5 separate regions of the Mus musculus genome follow, and regions 1, 2, 3 and 5 are each linked to region 4. The links are chromatin contacts, called in public HiChIP or PLAC-seq and promoter capture Hi-C maps. All regions are on one chromosome and are shown on one strand. Each heading gives the region's core, a stretch centred on a gene start, on an enhancer-like site or on the middle of the called end of the contact. The rest is flanking DNA. Distances are from core to core; before and after follow the strand shown.

The links. Promoter capture Hi-C pulls out the DNA fragments that hold promoters and counts their contacts. HiChIP or PLAC-seq counts read pairs in DNA pulled down with a chosen protein or histone mark.
Region 1: a contact with region 4 is called in a promoter capture Hi-C map of pre-B cells, with 4 times the contacts expected there. The contact joins the promoter of Vhl here to the promoter of Thumpd3 in region 4. A contact is called at or near these places in 6 of 39 promoter capture datasets (the 3T3-L1 cell line, fetal liver, hippocampal neurons and 3 more), 1 of 484 Hi-C or Micro-C datasets (CD8 T cells), 2 of 115 datasets of contacts at active chromatin or transcription factors (embryonic stem cells and regulatory T cells) and 2 of 9 other capture datasets (adipose tissue and liver).
Region 2: a contact with region 4 is called in a promoter capture Hi-C map of hippocampal neurons, with 4 times the contacts expected there. The contact joins the promoter of Ssu2 here to the promoter of Thumpd3 in region 4. A contact is called at or near these places in 2 of 39 promoter capture datasets (hippocampal neurons and stem cell-derived epiblast-like cells) and 1 of 115 datasets of contacts at active chromatin or transcription factors (embryonic stem cells).
Region 3: a contact with region 4 is called in a promoter capture Hi-C map of 3T3-L1-derived adipocytes, with 5 times the contacts expected there. The contact joins the promoter of Oxtr here to the promoter of Thumpd3 in region 4. A contact is called at or near these places in 13 of 39 promoter capture datasets (the 3T3-L1 cell line, 3T3-L1-derived adipocytes, HPC-7-derived erythroid cells and 7 more), 1 of 484 Hi-C or Micro-C datasets (myocytes), 4 of 115 datasets of contacts at active chromatin or transcription factors (astrocytes, embryonic forebrain, embryonic stem cells and 1 more) and 1 of 9 other capture datasets (embryonic stem cells).
Region 5: an H3K4me3 HiChIP or PLAC-seq map of embryonic stem cells shows a contact between it and region 4, with 9 read pairs. The contact joins the promoter of Brk1 here to the promoter of Thumpd3 in region 4. A contact is called at or near these places in 2 of 39 promoter capture datasets (hippocampal neurons and pre-B cells), 2 of 484 Hi-C or Micro-C datasets (CD8 T cells and regulatory T cells), 3 of 115 datasets of contacts at active chromatin or transcription factors (all in embryonic stem cells) and 1 of 9 other capture datasets (liver).

Annotation. Positions count from the first base shown.
Region 1 is chr6:113,622,568-113,625,267 of GRCm38.p6, forward strand. It overlaps Vhl (von Hippel-Lindau tumor suppressor), which reads left to right and starts at 1,427. Exons shown (of 3, transcript NM_009507.4): 1 at 1,427-1,811. The coding sequence starts at 1,574.
Region 2 is chr6:112,386,742-112,389,441 of GRCm38.p6, forward strand. Ssu2 (ssu-2 homolog (C. elegans)) reads right to left here and starts at 1,282. Exons shown (of 12, transcript NM_175525.3): 1 at 1,231-1,282. The coding sequence starts at 1,258.
Region 3 is chr6:112,488,493-112,491,192 of GRCm38.p6, forward strand. It overlaps Oxtr (oxytocin receptor), which reads right to left and starts at 1,333. Exons shown (of 2, transcript NM_001081147.2): 1 at 387-1,333. The coding sequence starts at 1,305.
Region 4 is chr6:113,044,954-113,047,653 of GRCm38.p6, forward strand. It overlaps Thumpd3 (THUMP domain containing 3), which reads left to right and starts at 1,349. Exons shown (of 10, transcript NM_008188.3): 1 at 1,349-1,437; 2 at 2,462-2,700. The coding sequence starts at 2,494. It overlaps Gm43868 (predicted gene, 43868), which reads right to left and starts at 1,218. Exons shown (of 1, transcript NR_164179.1): 1 at 1-1,218.
Region 5 is chr6:113,603,426-113,606,125 of GRCm38.p6, forward strand. Brk1 (BRICK1, SCAR/WAVE actin-nucleating complex subunit) reads left to right here and starts at 1,347. Exons shown (of 3, transcript NM_133937.1): 1 at 1,347-1,471. The coding sequence starts at 1,354.

The DNA of each region.
Region 1 (2,700 bases), core at 177-2,676, 580 kb after region 4:
TATTTACTTTGGTTTTTTGGGTTTTTGAGACAAGGTTTCTCTGTCTGTCCTGGAACTCACTTTGTAGACCAGGCTGGCCTCGAACTCAGAAATCCTCCTGCCTCTGCCTCCCAAGTGCTGGGATTAAAGGCGTGCGCCACCACTGCCCGGCCCGTACATTTAAAAAAAGCTCATCTGATGAAACTTCTGCCAGAAATGTCTATGGAAAAATGGCACTGAATGTTATCTGATAGTAGTTGTATGCTAATTCTTTGAACCAGTCATGGTAGCACATATCTAGAATGCCAGTACTTGGGAGGCAGACACAGGAGTGCCACTAATTTGAGGCCAGCCTGGGCTATATATATTCAGCTGCAAGGCAATGGGAACTATGCAATAAGTCTGCGTCTAAAAAGAAAAAGACAAAATATTTTAAAATTCTATTCACAAACATAAAAAAGTTTGAAAGGAAACAAAAACTGGTAATACTGTTTTCTGGGAATGCAGATGGAAAAGGAGGGAAAGTTTTACTTTTGTACTCTGGAAGACATTTTGAAATGTGTAGTTAAAAATAGAGACAGACTCAAACTCATCAATGAGAAAAACTTTAAATAATAGCATAGGTGGGCCCGGCAGCGGTGGTACTCAGCTTTTATATCAACACTTGGGAGGCAGAGGCAGGAGATTGGAGGTCAGACTGGTCTACAGAGTGAGTTCCAAGAGAGCTGGAGCTACCCAGAGAAACCCTGTCTTGAAAAACCAAAAAGCAAAGGCAGAAGGGGAAATATGGCAAGCCCGTGGAGATCTTAAGAGAAGAAATTAAATTTAAGTACACTCAAAAAAAAAAAAATATATATATATATATGAGGCTCATGCCTGTAATTCCAGCACTCTGGAGTCAGAGGCAGGAGATCACTCTTAAGTTTGAAGCTGGTTTGGTCTGTACACGGAATTCCAGACCAGCCAGGGGGAAACAATGCTACCCAAAAAAAAAAAAAAAAAAAAATCCAACTGCCCTTGGTCCCTGTTCTCTGGAGTCTGAGGCAGGGAGATCTTTGAGTTCAGGACAAGCCGGATATACATAATGAGTTCTAGGCCTACATAGTGAGACCCTACCTCAAAGCAAGTCTTTCTGGCATGGAGATAACGGCTTTAATCCCAGTACTCTGGAAGCAGAGGCAGGCAGATCTCCGAGAGTTCGAGGCCAGACTGATCTAGGGTGTGAGTTCCAGGACAGCCAGGATTACACGAAGAAACTCTATCTTGGGGGAAAAAAAAAAAAGAAGGAAAAAGAAAAGGAAAGGAAACAAACAGAAACCCAACTGTAGGAGGTGGAATTTATAACCCGGGGCTCCGCCGCGGCCCCGCCCCGCCGCCCCGCCGCCCCGCCCACTGCTGCGGCCCCGCCCACCGCCGCGGCCCCTGGCTCCGTGCCGCCCCGCCCCCCAGTTTGAGGGCTCCCGGCGGCCATTTCCGCCTTCAAGTTGCCCGGAGCGCGTCTGGGACCGGCAGACCTGTCCCGGAGCGCGTAGATCCGCACGCACGCACGCGCCGCCCACGTCCAGCTTGCGAATCCGAGGGACCCGTTCCAATAATGCCCCGGAAGGCAGCCAGTCCAGAGGAGGCGGCGGGGGAGCCCGGTCCTGAGGAGATGGAGGCTGGGCGGCCGCGGCCGGTGCTGCGCTCGGTGAACTCGCGCGAGCCCTCTCAGGTCATCTTCTGCAACCGCAGCCCGCGCGTCGTGCTGCCTTTGTGGCTCAACTTCGACGGCGAGCCTCAGCCCTACCCGATCTTACCACCGGGCACCGGCCGCCGCATCCACAGCTACCGAGGTACGAGCCGCGCGCTAGGCCGCTGCTGCTGTAACAGGCGGGGCGCTTTCTCTCCGACCCCGAGCATCTTGTCCCTACCCACTGCATCTACCCCGAGAAAATGCCCGGCCCCTACCAGTGATTTCGGATGCAGTGTTAACCCAGTTCCCGGTCAGGTTCGGCATGCGAACCTGCCTTGGTGATGACAACTTGGAGGGTTACAGACAAAAAAAATGTATGAACAGACAAGAACCAGCCTGTGTCATAATTGCTGCGCTAGGCACCGAGCTTAGAGGTTTGCGAAAGCATGGGCAGAGTGTGGGTGCGTCCAGGTGAAGAAAGAGCACGCAGCTTAGGAGAACCGGAGTAGGATAAGTCAGCTGAGGGAGTTAACAGTTGTAGTTGGGGGATCACCTTTACCGATTGGCGTCTTGGCCGAAAACAAGTGAGTATGGGATAACGGGTTGAACTCTCGATCTTTCTGCCTTCGCCACTGATTTCAGGTTTGTACCAAGCCTGACCACGTAAGCTTATTAACTGTGACAAGCATCAGTGGAAGTCAGTCAGTTCTATCAGTGTCATGACTGGATGGCTATGAAAAACAAGTGAAGCCGCTCTCAGGTGTACAATCCCCAGGACTCAGAAAACCGAGGCAAGATGACTGCACCAGGCTTTTTTGGTTTGCCGCCAAACAGTGAGAGAAAAAGTTCAAAAGTTGATTTTAGCCGTAGTGAATTGGGGCTGTTTGACATTGCCTTATTTATGTATTGAAAAAAAATGTACCCAGATCTGTGTGTGGTAGCCCAGGACTCAGGAGGCCAAGACAGAAGGATTTCACTGAGTGCAAGTCCAGCCTTGGCTAAGCCCCAAGATTGTGTCTGAAGCAACCAGCCAGACAGCTGAGTGATGT
Region 2 (2,700 bases), core at 32-2,531, 660 kb before region 4:
CCTCTAGATGCTAGGGAAAAGAGCAAGCATTCAGTAGACACATATGAGCATCAGATGTGCAAAGCATGAGTGTGTGTGACTAGAACTTCATTTAAGCATGTACAAGAGACATTCAGACCGCTCTACGTCCACGCTTCCTATCACACTCCTGCCTCTGAACCCTCAGTTCTCTTTTTCAGTCCCAACAGCCTTAGAAAACAAAGTTCAGAGAGGTTGAGTGAGCTGAGTTGAGTGGCCCAACACTTAAGAGGTAGAGCCTGGAGCAGAATCTAACTCTGACTTGCTAGCTTAGCCTAGTGGGAAGGGAAATGATATCTGTAAATTCAAGGTCTTCTAAGGATTAAAAAAAAAAAAAAGATGGCACTGTGTATGCAAAGATACAAAGATCTTCAGTTCCAGGATCCATGATGTTTCTGGGTCACAGACCTCTCTAGGGATCCCCATGAAAATGTTGAGCCTTTCATTGCATCCTCAGAAAAGATATTGTAGCCATACCCTCACAGACAGACCTCCTAACCCAATTTCCTTTTACGTGGGGGAAAAAATGGAGGCTCAGAGATGTTAAGTGTCTTGGCCCAAGATCACACAATGCAAACCAAAGCCAGGACTTGAAAAATGTCCCCAACTCTCCATCTATTGCTGCTCCAACCACCACCACATTGCCTGTTCCAACCCAGGGAGAAAACTTTATGTTAAACATAGTCCATTTCCTCTGAAACCTGTTTCCTTCCTTGGGTTTGAAGCAGCCCTTCAATCCCATTGTATTTCTGTCCTGCTAATGACAGACAGGAGTCACCAGGGCTGTGACACCAGTGGTAATGAGCAAGCAAGAGGGGATGGAGATTTGGGCAGCTGTGCTGTGGGATTCGCTGCATCTGGGAGTGGGAGAGAAGAGTCCTGGGGGTTTTCAGGCTTTTGTGCTGCTGCAGAAGAGAGTGGTCACTGTCACCTGGAGAAAGAGGGGGAGAAAGAACCAGCAGACATGGACAGGCCACAGTAGACAGGAAGATGTCCATGGGGTAGCTGTGGCTTTTTGCCCCATGCCCATTGTCCCAAGGCAGATAATAGAGAGACTGTGGGCTGTCATGGGCTGTCTTTCCAGAATAAAGAAAAAAGGGGGGAAGGCAGGTGATCAGGACAGAGATGCTGGTGAAAGGCAGGTGATATACAGCCAGGTCTTGCTCTGTGTTGGCTACAGAAGTGGCCCCCGCCATCCCAGTCTCTACTCACTGTCCTCCTCACTCGGGTCCCTGTCCATGGTCGAGGCGTCCAGCCAAGTAACGAGTCTGTGCTCCTGAGGACCGAGGTTCCAATCTGAGGGACTACCCTCAGCCCCTCCCAGCCCATTGTTACCGATCTGGACATAACAGAGGCAAAGCCACCATATGTCCATCAGAGCAGAGCCCCGCCCTATGTCCCAGGTCCTTGAGAGTCCCATAAGAGGCCTTTTACTTGCCAAGCTCACGTGGAAGTTCTAGAGACCTGGGTCCCTGCTACATTCAGTGTGGATACTCACATCCTGCCATTGTTCCCAGCCAAGACTCAAATTCTTCTCTGTCTGAAAAAAGCCTGAGAACCAGGTCATCTTGGTTCTCCATATACCAGTTCAGAGCAGGTTTTTAAGTCGGAGCACGCGGAACTGGTGAGCTACCACAGGAGACTGCCTGTCAAGGGAGAGACTACATAGGTTTTCAGATTGCCTGGGGTGCCTAAAATCTAGTCAGGATTTGTCTCTTGTCTTGTGAAGGCTTGGAATAGGAGGCACACAGCACATCATAGACAAAGCCAGGGCTCCAGCCAGGATGTGGATCATCCTGATACCACTATACCTAAGCCCTGGGAAGCCCCTGTAGGGTTGGTTGGGGAAGTGTGCAGGGGCTGGAAGTCAGGACCTCAAGCCCCTGGAGACAACCCTACCATTGAACTAAGCCCCAGATTTCTCTGAATTGTGTGCATGGGTTTAAGGTCGTGGGTGGGTGGGTGCATGTGTGTATGTGCACGTGTGTGCATGAGTGTATGAGTGTGCGTGTGTGTGTGTGTGTGTGTGTGTGTGTGTGTGTGTGTGTGTTCAGGCATGCACACATGTGGTGTAGGCACCTCTGGTGTTGATTCTCAGATACTATCCACATTTTGTTTGAGACAGAGTCTCATCAGCCTGGAACTTCACCATGCAGGCAGGCTAGGCTGGCTACCCAGGGACTCTCTCTGTCTCCCATCTCACTATTACTAGAAATGTAAGTCCAACCTACCACATCCAGCTTTTTATATAGATTCTGGAGATTTTTTTTTTCTGAGACAGGGTTTCTCTGTGTAGTCCTGGCTGTCCTGGAACTCACTCTGTAGTTCCAGGCTGGCCCCAAACTCAGAAATCTGCCTGCCTCTGCCTCCCAAGTGCTGGGATTAAAGGCGTGCACCGTTCATGCTTACACACCCCGTGCTTTACTGACTGATCCATCCCTCCAGCACCCTCTGCAGACTGGGAAAGGTCTTTACAAGCCTTTTGCCCTGAGACTGAAAATCTTTCATCCCTCACCCTAGGAAGGCCATCCCGCTCCTCCAGATGAGTCTAAATACTAACCACCAAAGTTGGTCTCCCAGTGATAGATGTAGAGGGCTTGAAAGTTGGTCCCATCCCCCAACCCCCACTGTGGCCTAATCAGGGTTTCCTCTGGGACTGGGAATATCCCTAACCAAGGTCAT
Region 3 (2,700 bases), core at 83-2,582, 560 kb before region 4:
TTAAACTCAAAGTAGAGAAAGCCTGAGCCTGTGGTCAGGATGAAAACCCACTTCCATTCTGTCTCTCTGTAGGAAAGACAGTCGCCTGCCTCAGTTTCCCCCTCCTCAATAAGAATTTTCACACTGAAAGTTGCCCCAGGCCTGCACTGGAGTTCTTGCCTGCCTTCTGGCAAGAGTTTGCACTCTCGTGGGTATTTCTATGCTGTAGTCCTGGAGACACAGAGAAGTGACCTCCTCAAAGTCCAGAGACTGATGGACCTCGGGAGTGGAGTGCCACCAGAGACTGATGATGATGTGGAACCAGAAAGACCCTAGAACCCTGGGAGTCCAGAGATAGTGGAAGTAGGGCCTGGCCCTGCCACCCTCTTCCTCTCCACCCTCACTACCTTCTTTGGGCGCATTGACGTCCCAGACGCTCCACATCTGCACGAAGAAGAAAGGCGTCCAGCACACGATGAAGGCCAGAACAATGATGAAGGTCATCTTCACTGTGCGGATTTTGGCCTTGGAGATAAGCTTGACACTACTGACCCGTGCCAACGCCGCACGGCCAGCTCCACCGGCTGCGTCACTCCCCTCGGCAGCTGCCGCCGCGGCTGCCGTCTTGAGTCGCAGATTCTGCCAGATCTTGAAGCTGATGAGACCATAGCAGGCGGCCAGCACGATGACCGGTACAATGTAGACGGCGAGCGTGATCCACGTGACGTAGGCCTTGGGTCCCCAGGGCTGGATGAAGACCGCCCAGCAATCGAAGACGCCGTCCGCCACTTCGCGCAGCGAGAAAATGTGCACCTGCGGCACGCTGGCCACCAGGCAGCCGAGCCACGTCGCCAGCACCGCCAGGCGGTCGGTTCGGCGGCGCAGTGAGCGCAGCGGCTGGCAGATGGCCAGGCAGCGGTCGAGCGACATCAGCAACAGCAGGTAGGTGGAGGCGAACATGCCCACCACCTGCAAGTATTTGACCAGACGACACAGCAGGTCGGGCCCGTAGAAGCGGAAGGTGATGTCCCACAGCAGCTGCGGGAGAACCTGGAACACGGCCACCACCAGGTCGGCGATGCTCAGGTGCTTCATGAAAAAGAAGAGGCGCGAGTGCTTGTGGCGCGTCGTACGCAGCGCCAGCAGCACGCACGCGTTGCCACTCAGAGCCAGGAACAGTATGAGACACAGGACCGCCACCTCCACGCGCGCCAGGGCCTCGTTGCGTCGTGGCGGCCCGGCCGTGAGGTTACCCTCCGCCCCTGGTGGCACTCCACTCCCGAGGTCCAACTCGATACTCCAGTTGGCTGCGGGCGTGCCCTCCATGACCAACCGCGACCGCGACCGCGACCCTGAGGGAGCACCCGGCCTTGAGGCTCTTTAAAGTGTGGCACGTGGGGCGGGGCCCGGCGCTCAGTCCAGGTGTCTATGGGAGCACTCTGGCACTGACCTGCCTGTCCTCTCCCTGAAACAAACCAGGAGAACCGTGACAAGACCGTTGCGCTTCACTTAGGACCCGCGAGTGGGGCGTGTGTGTCCCCTCCCTGGGAATTTGAAGTTACCTGAGTCTCAGTGCACCAGCCCAGCCTTGGAGCTGCGCAGTGGTGGTGACTTCTCGGTGGTGACCGTAGGAATCCTAGTTTGAGGTACCTCCTTTGAGCTTCTGCAGATGCCCCTGCGCTTAGGTCCCAGGAAAGAGTCAGCCGCTCTGCCTGCAGAGAGGAAGCTTGCGATTAACCACTCTGCCCAAGAACAAGGACACACACCCCCAGCAGCCTCTCCCCACAGAGAACCCCCAAACCTACACCTCTCCTGTCAGGACACAGCACAGCCACGCCCTAAGGGATCCCCGAAGCCAGCCCCCGTAGTAAAAAGCTTTACTACGGGTACATCTTCCTGGGGTCCCCCCAAAAGCCCATCCTTCTTCACCTCCTGCTTCCAAGACTCAGCCCCAGCTCCCACAACTTCCCAACGCCGCTTGCTTCCGGAGGGACTCCCGCCTGCGAGCATAGTGCCCCCTCCTTACCTCCCACCCACCCCCACCCCCACCCCCACCCCCGCGCAACGCAAGGCTGCTATGCCAAAGACCCCAGAGGACGCCTTTCACAGAATCCCCAGCCCAGGAGCCCCGACAGTCAGGGGCTTTGCACCTTCGTCCAAGCTGTCACTTTTCAGTCTCTCTCGGTACACCCTGAGCACCTCCCGGAACCAGAGACGTGAAACGCGCCAGATCCTTCCCTCCGAACCTGAGGGTCCTACAGGTAGGTCCTAGGCATCCTGTCGCCACAGTGCGCAGGACCCAGCCACTTGAAGCGAGACTGCAGGTTAGCCCAAAGTTGCCTTGCCACCGGGGAAGTTGCACCACAGTGGATGGCCTCAGAGATGCATGGATTCTCCGCCCAGATTGGGAAAGCTGCTGGCGCCACCCTCCGTGCCACCAGGGGTAGAGATCTCGGCGTCTTTGCAAACTCCTACCTAGCCTGCGGCTTTGCTGGTGGCTGGATGCCTTAGGAAGGCAAGGGGAGAGCGCCAGCCAGGCTGTGAGCTGACCGAGTCAGCGCGCGGCGCTGTCTGAAGCTTTTCCACAACGGGAACCCTGAGCTGCGGCACCACATATGTCCGCTAGGGGGCAGAGCAAACCGGCCGCGGCGATCCCAGTGATCCGGGTCAGCTAACCCGGTAGTCGCTCAGATTTATTTCATAGTAGCTTAAAATTCCCAA
Region 4 (2,700 bases), core at 99-2,598:
AGGATCTCACGGTACACTTGTGGAAGTCAGGGGGCAACCCATGGAGTTTGTTCTCTCCTTCCACAGTGTGGGTCCTGGGGATAGAATGCAGATGGCCAGGCTTGATGGCAGACACCTTTTACATGCTGGGCCGTTTGTCAGACCCCTTTTTTATTTTTTACTAAACTACAACGCCGCTTTCTACGATACTGGCTGCTCCTAAACTCTTTGATGCATCCAAGGCAAGGATCCGGTTTTTACCTTTCTCATTGTCCGTGCTGACAAGGACAGTGTGGCTCCATGCCTCAGCTGCTGCTGCCACCACTGAAACTTTAAACAATTTTTATTATTTATTTATTTATTTATTGGTGAGGATGAGGGGAGAGGCAGAGAGAGAGATTGCAATGCAGTGTCATAATGCCCTTGGAGCCAGACTTGGCTGTCAGAGCCCCTGAAGTTACAGGTATTGAGAGCGGCCAGAGGTGGGTGGGTGCTGGGTACCAAATTTGAATTCTCTGGAAAAGCAAGCCTTAATCACTGAGCCATCTCTCCACCATCGCTCCCCCCCCCCCCCCAAAATCCGGCTGTCTCTTTCTGTTGAGTTCTAAGTTTCCTCTTTTAAAATGTTACATTTGGGGCTGGTGAGACGTCTTAGAGGGTAAAGGCTCTTGCTACCCATCCTGATTAGCTGAGCTGGATCACTGGAACCCACGTGGTGGAAGAGAAGCAACTTCTGCCAAGTTGTCCTCTGACCTCAGGTGTGGCACACAAGCTCCCTCCACACACACAGGAAATACATGTAACTAAAATATAGGAAATGTAACCTTTGGCATATATAGAGAAACATGATCTGAAAACCGCAGGCTAGGCTAGGGGCTATACTCTAGTTACAGCACAGCTTGCCGGTCCCTGCAGAATCCAAGCCGGGTATGGTGGCGCACACCTGTAGTCCTAGCATCCCGGAGGCAGAGACAGCGGATATCTGTGATTTCCAGGACAGAACGATCGACAAAACGAGCAGGCCAGTCAGGGCTACATAGTGAGACTCCAATCTCAAAAAGAAATTCCAAGTAAAGAGTGTTGTGCAAGACGGGAATGGGGGAGAAGAATCTCTTTAGCCTCGGTTTCTCTGGCTTTAAGACTGGAATCAAGTCCCAGTCTCACCCCAGTGCTCGACACTGAGGGCAGAGGAAGTAGAACAACCGAGCATCCGCTCGCTAGGAGAGCGCCCTCCGCAGTGGTTCCCTCCGGGCAGGTGACCGGCCTACCGGCCGTTCTTCCTCTTCCGGGTCAGAGTGCACCCAACTGCGCACAGCTCTCCGCGCACACTCCCCCGCCTACCCCGGAGCGTGGGAGCACCGTGCCCTCCGAGGCCTGACTTCCGTTTCCGGGCTGGCACCTCGGCTTCCGGCGGCGTGCTCGCGGTGCGGAGACCGGAAGGGTCTGTGCTTGCTGCCGGTAACTGGCCGCGGCTGGGAGTGGCCGGGTGGGTGGGACGCAGGGGAAGACGGCGGTGGCTTCGTATAGGTCGGTGCTGGGGCTGAGCGTCTGGACTCTCGCTGGGCTTCGCAGAGGGTGGGAGTGAGAGAGCCACTGCCCTTCGGTCCGAACAGCCCTTCTGCTCTCCACACTGTCCGTAGGAGTTGTGTTCACAGTGGCGAACGGTGACACGGTGGAACCGCGTTCACCTCTGTGGCCTGTTCTTGGTTGGCACAGCATTAGGGACAAGGAAGATGTTAGCTTAAGCCACGGCGCTTTTGAAAAGCTGGTGGGAGGTGTGGGCCCTCCATCACGGTAACACCACTCCAGCCCCTTCAACCTCCACAAACACTCCCACAGGACGTCTGTATTACTAGCTTCAGACATTTCCAAGGTGTCCCCAGCATGCGCGTCATTGGATCTCGGCGTCACCACATAGTAGGCTTTCAGATATTTGTAATTGTTTAGATAGTGGAAGTTGAGTTAATCTTTAATAAATTCACTGCCCACTTGTCTACATGGCGGAAAGTAGATACCTCACCCATACATTAAAAGTTTTGATCATTAGTCCAGAATTGTGTTGTTCTCGTTAAAATCTTCTGTCTTTGGGAAAGAGAGATATATTTAGTTTCCAGTTCGAAACTAGGCAGGAGTAACTTGCTTCCTGGACCCGCGAGTGTGGGAAGCAAGAATTTTTAACTCTGAACCACTACAGCCTCACATCCTGAAGTGCTAAGCTGAAAGAGCAACAGAGGAGCTTCTCTATTCATGTTAGCAAATGTAAGATGGTGCTTACCAACACAGATGAGCCTAAGCCAAGCACTGCATGCAGTGGAAACACTCTTGTCTTTTCTCCTGATGAGCCTGCATATTGCTTGTTTAGTCACGTTTCACTGCCTGTAATCCGTGCCCTTATTTATACTACAGTTTTAACTCGATAGGTACATTGAAATACAAAAAGAGATGGCATTGTTTCCCTTTTTCTTCCCTGTATTGCCTCTAGAGACTGTTGGTCCTTTTAGAAACATCTCCATCATGTCTTGTGACACTCAAGAAGCTACCAGAGAGTGCCTGGGTATGAACCTTGATGGCAACAAAGAGCCTGTGTCGCTGGTAGAAAGCGGCGTCAGAAGTGAGTCGGAGCATCTCCAAGTCACTATTGGAGCCACTGTACCCACTGGCTTTGAACAAACGGCTGCGGGGGAAGTGAGAGAGAAACTGAAGTCGGCCTGCAGAATCAGC
Region 5 (2,700 bases), core at 97-2,596, 560 kb after region 4:
TATCTGAGTTCGAGGCCAGCCTGGTCTACAAAGTGAGTTCTAGGACAGCCAGGGCTACACAGACAAACCCTGATTTGGAAAAAGAAAGAAAGAAAGAAAGAAAGAAAGAAAGAAAGAAAGAAAGAAAGAAAGAAAGAAAGAAAGAAAGAAAGAAAGAAAGAAAGAAAGAGAGAAAGAAAGAGAGAGAGAAAGAGAGAGAGAAAGAGAGAGAGAGAGAGAGAAAGAGAGAGAAAGAGAGAGAAAGAGAGAGAAAGAGAGAGAAAGAGAGAGAAAGAGAGAGAAAGAGAGAGAAAGAGAGAGAAAGAGAGAGAAAGAGAGAGAAAGAGAGAGAAAGAGAGAGAAAGAGAGAGAAAGAGAGAGAAAGAGAGAGAAAGAGAGAGAAAGAGAGAGAAAGAGAGAAAGAGAGAGAAAGAGAGAGAAAGAGAGAGAGAAAGAGAGAGAAAGAGAGAGAAAGAGAGAAAGAGAGAGAAAGAGAGAGAAAGAGAGAGAAAGAGAGAGAAAGAGAGAGAAAGAGAGAGAAAGAGAGAGAAAGAGAGAGAAAGAGAGAGAAAGAGAGAGAAGAGAAAGAAAGAAAGAAAAGTATTTTGCTCATTTGGTAAATATGGAGATTCAGAGTTGGTGGGACACCTCGAACAATAAAGACACTGAAGCTGATGATCTGAGTGTTCAGTCCCACAAGATGGAAGGTGAGGAACCCACTCCTGCAAGTTGTCCTGTAACTTCCGCCCGCGTGTTGTGCCACGTAAGCGCTCACATATAATACGAATAAAATAATTTTAACCTGGCGGTGGTGGCCACATTTTTAATCTCAGCACTCCGGAGGGAAAGGCAGGCTGATCTCTGTGAGTTCGAGGCCAGCCTGGTCTACAGAGGGAGTACAAGGACAGCCAAGACTACACAGAGAGACCCTGTCTCGAAAAACAACAACAACAACAAATTTTAAAAGAAAACGAGAATGAACAGAGTTGTGACCCAAGCATGACAAGCATTCTGAATAAACGGGATTCGTGGACTGTGCCCATCACAGCTAACAAGGTGCAAGAGAGCTTGGAGCAACCCTTAGGCGGAGGTGGGAATGTGTGGGCGCCCCCTAACGACAAGATCCGCTAGTGGTCAGCGGGTGCTTGTAACCGGGGACAGGGTAGCTCTTAGTCTTCACATCGCGAGTGGAGGAATCTTGTTTACCCCAGCGTGGGAGCCAAGCTAGAGCGCAGGGATTAGAGTGCGCACGCGCGTCGCTCTGCCAGCCCTTTCTGGGGCTCGAACACTCGGGTACTGGCTGGCGGCGCAGGCGCGCTGGAGGCCTGTAGAGGTCGCGGCGCCTGCGCAGTCACTCTTCCTCAGGCGGCCGCCATGGCGGGACAAGAGGATCCGGTGCAGCGGGAGATTCACCAGGACTGGGCGAACCGGGAGTACATTGAGATCATCACCAGCAGCATCAAGAAAATCTCAGACTTTCTCAACTCTTTCGGTCAGCGGGCGAGCAGGGGAGGCTGGGAGGAGGGAGGCCTGGGAGGCGGCCGGCGGCGGGGAGGAGAGGCGCGCCGCCCTGGCTACTCGCTTCCTCTTTGGCTGCCCGCCGGCCCCAGTGCCCTCACCCCGAGCCTCACTGGGCCGTTTCCGAGGGTCTACCCTGCCCGTTGCCATGCCCCACTTGCGCTCGTCAGCACGCCCACTGTCCAGCCTCTTAGGCCCATCCATCATCCGCCCCGGTTTGCGCCGCGCTTCCGTGCCAGTCTTCACTTGGCAGGCAGTGCGCAGCCGTGTCACGGTCACGGTCGCGCTTACTGTTGAGAGACTCCTGCTCGTTGTCCATCTCCTTCAGGAAGAAGTCCGAACCCCTTTGATGTCATGCCTTCTATTGCTCCCGTTTAACCACTCCCGGCAGGTTCATTCATCCCCGGCTCGATTTGGTGCTAGTGCTGAGGGTTGTAAGGGATGGGGCCCGCTCGGGCCTTGGGAATGGCTTTTCTAGCCCTGTATCTGCTTCATGGTAGGTGCTCTGGATGCTTCTGTCTGGCTCCTCGGATTTTACAGGGCAGATGGTTTCAGCAGAGTCCACTTTTCCAAAAAACTATTCCTAGGTGTGGCCGGCTAGTGACAGTCTTGATTTCTTTCTGCGTGCGTTCCTAGCCTTCTGGACTGAAAACCTGTTACAGACTTCTTATGGTCTCCGGAAGGGTTCTTTCAGGGACCTTCTTACACAATACAAGACGTGCAGATGGCATCCAGTGATCTTTTTCACTAGAGTGCTTTGGTTCTACTAATTAGCAACTTTCAGCATCTTGGGGAGAAAGTGCTGTATTTTGAAAAAAATTAAAGTGAATCGTATATTTTCTAGCTAAAGACCCGATGAGTCCTAAGTAGTATGATAGAAGGTAACCGAACAGTAGCTTCAATTACGGGGTGTAGTTCAGGGATTGGGCTCCTGAGTGGTAAGCACAAGACCCCGGCATCCCCCACTTCTTAGAGTTTTCTTTCTCTCTCTCCTTTTTTTTCCTCCTTTTTTTGTGTTTTGTTTTGTTTTTTGGTTGGTTGGGGGTTTTTTGTTTTGTTTTGTTTTTGTTTTTTGAGAAAAGAGAACAAAAAGGAAATTGGAAATGCATCATTAAGGGGCAGGGGATGCCTAGTCTGTAGAGTATTGGCCTAGCACCCACACACCATGCCTTTAATAGCAGCACTCAGGATGCAGAGGCAGGA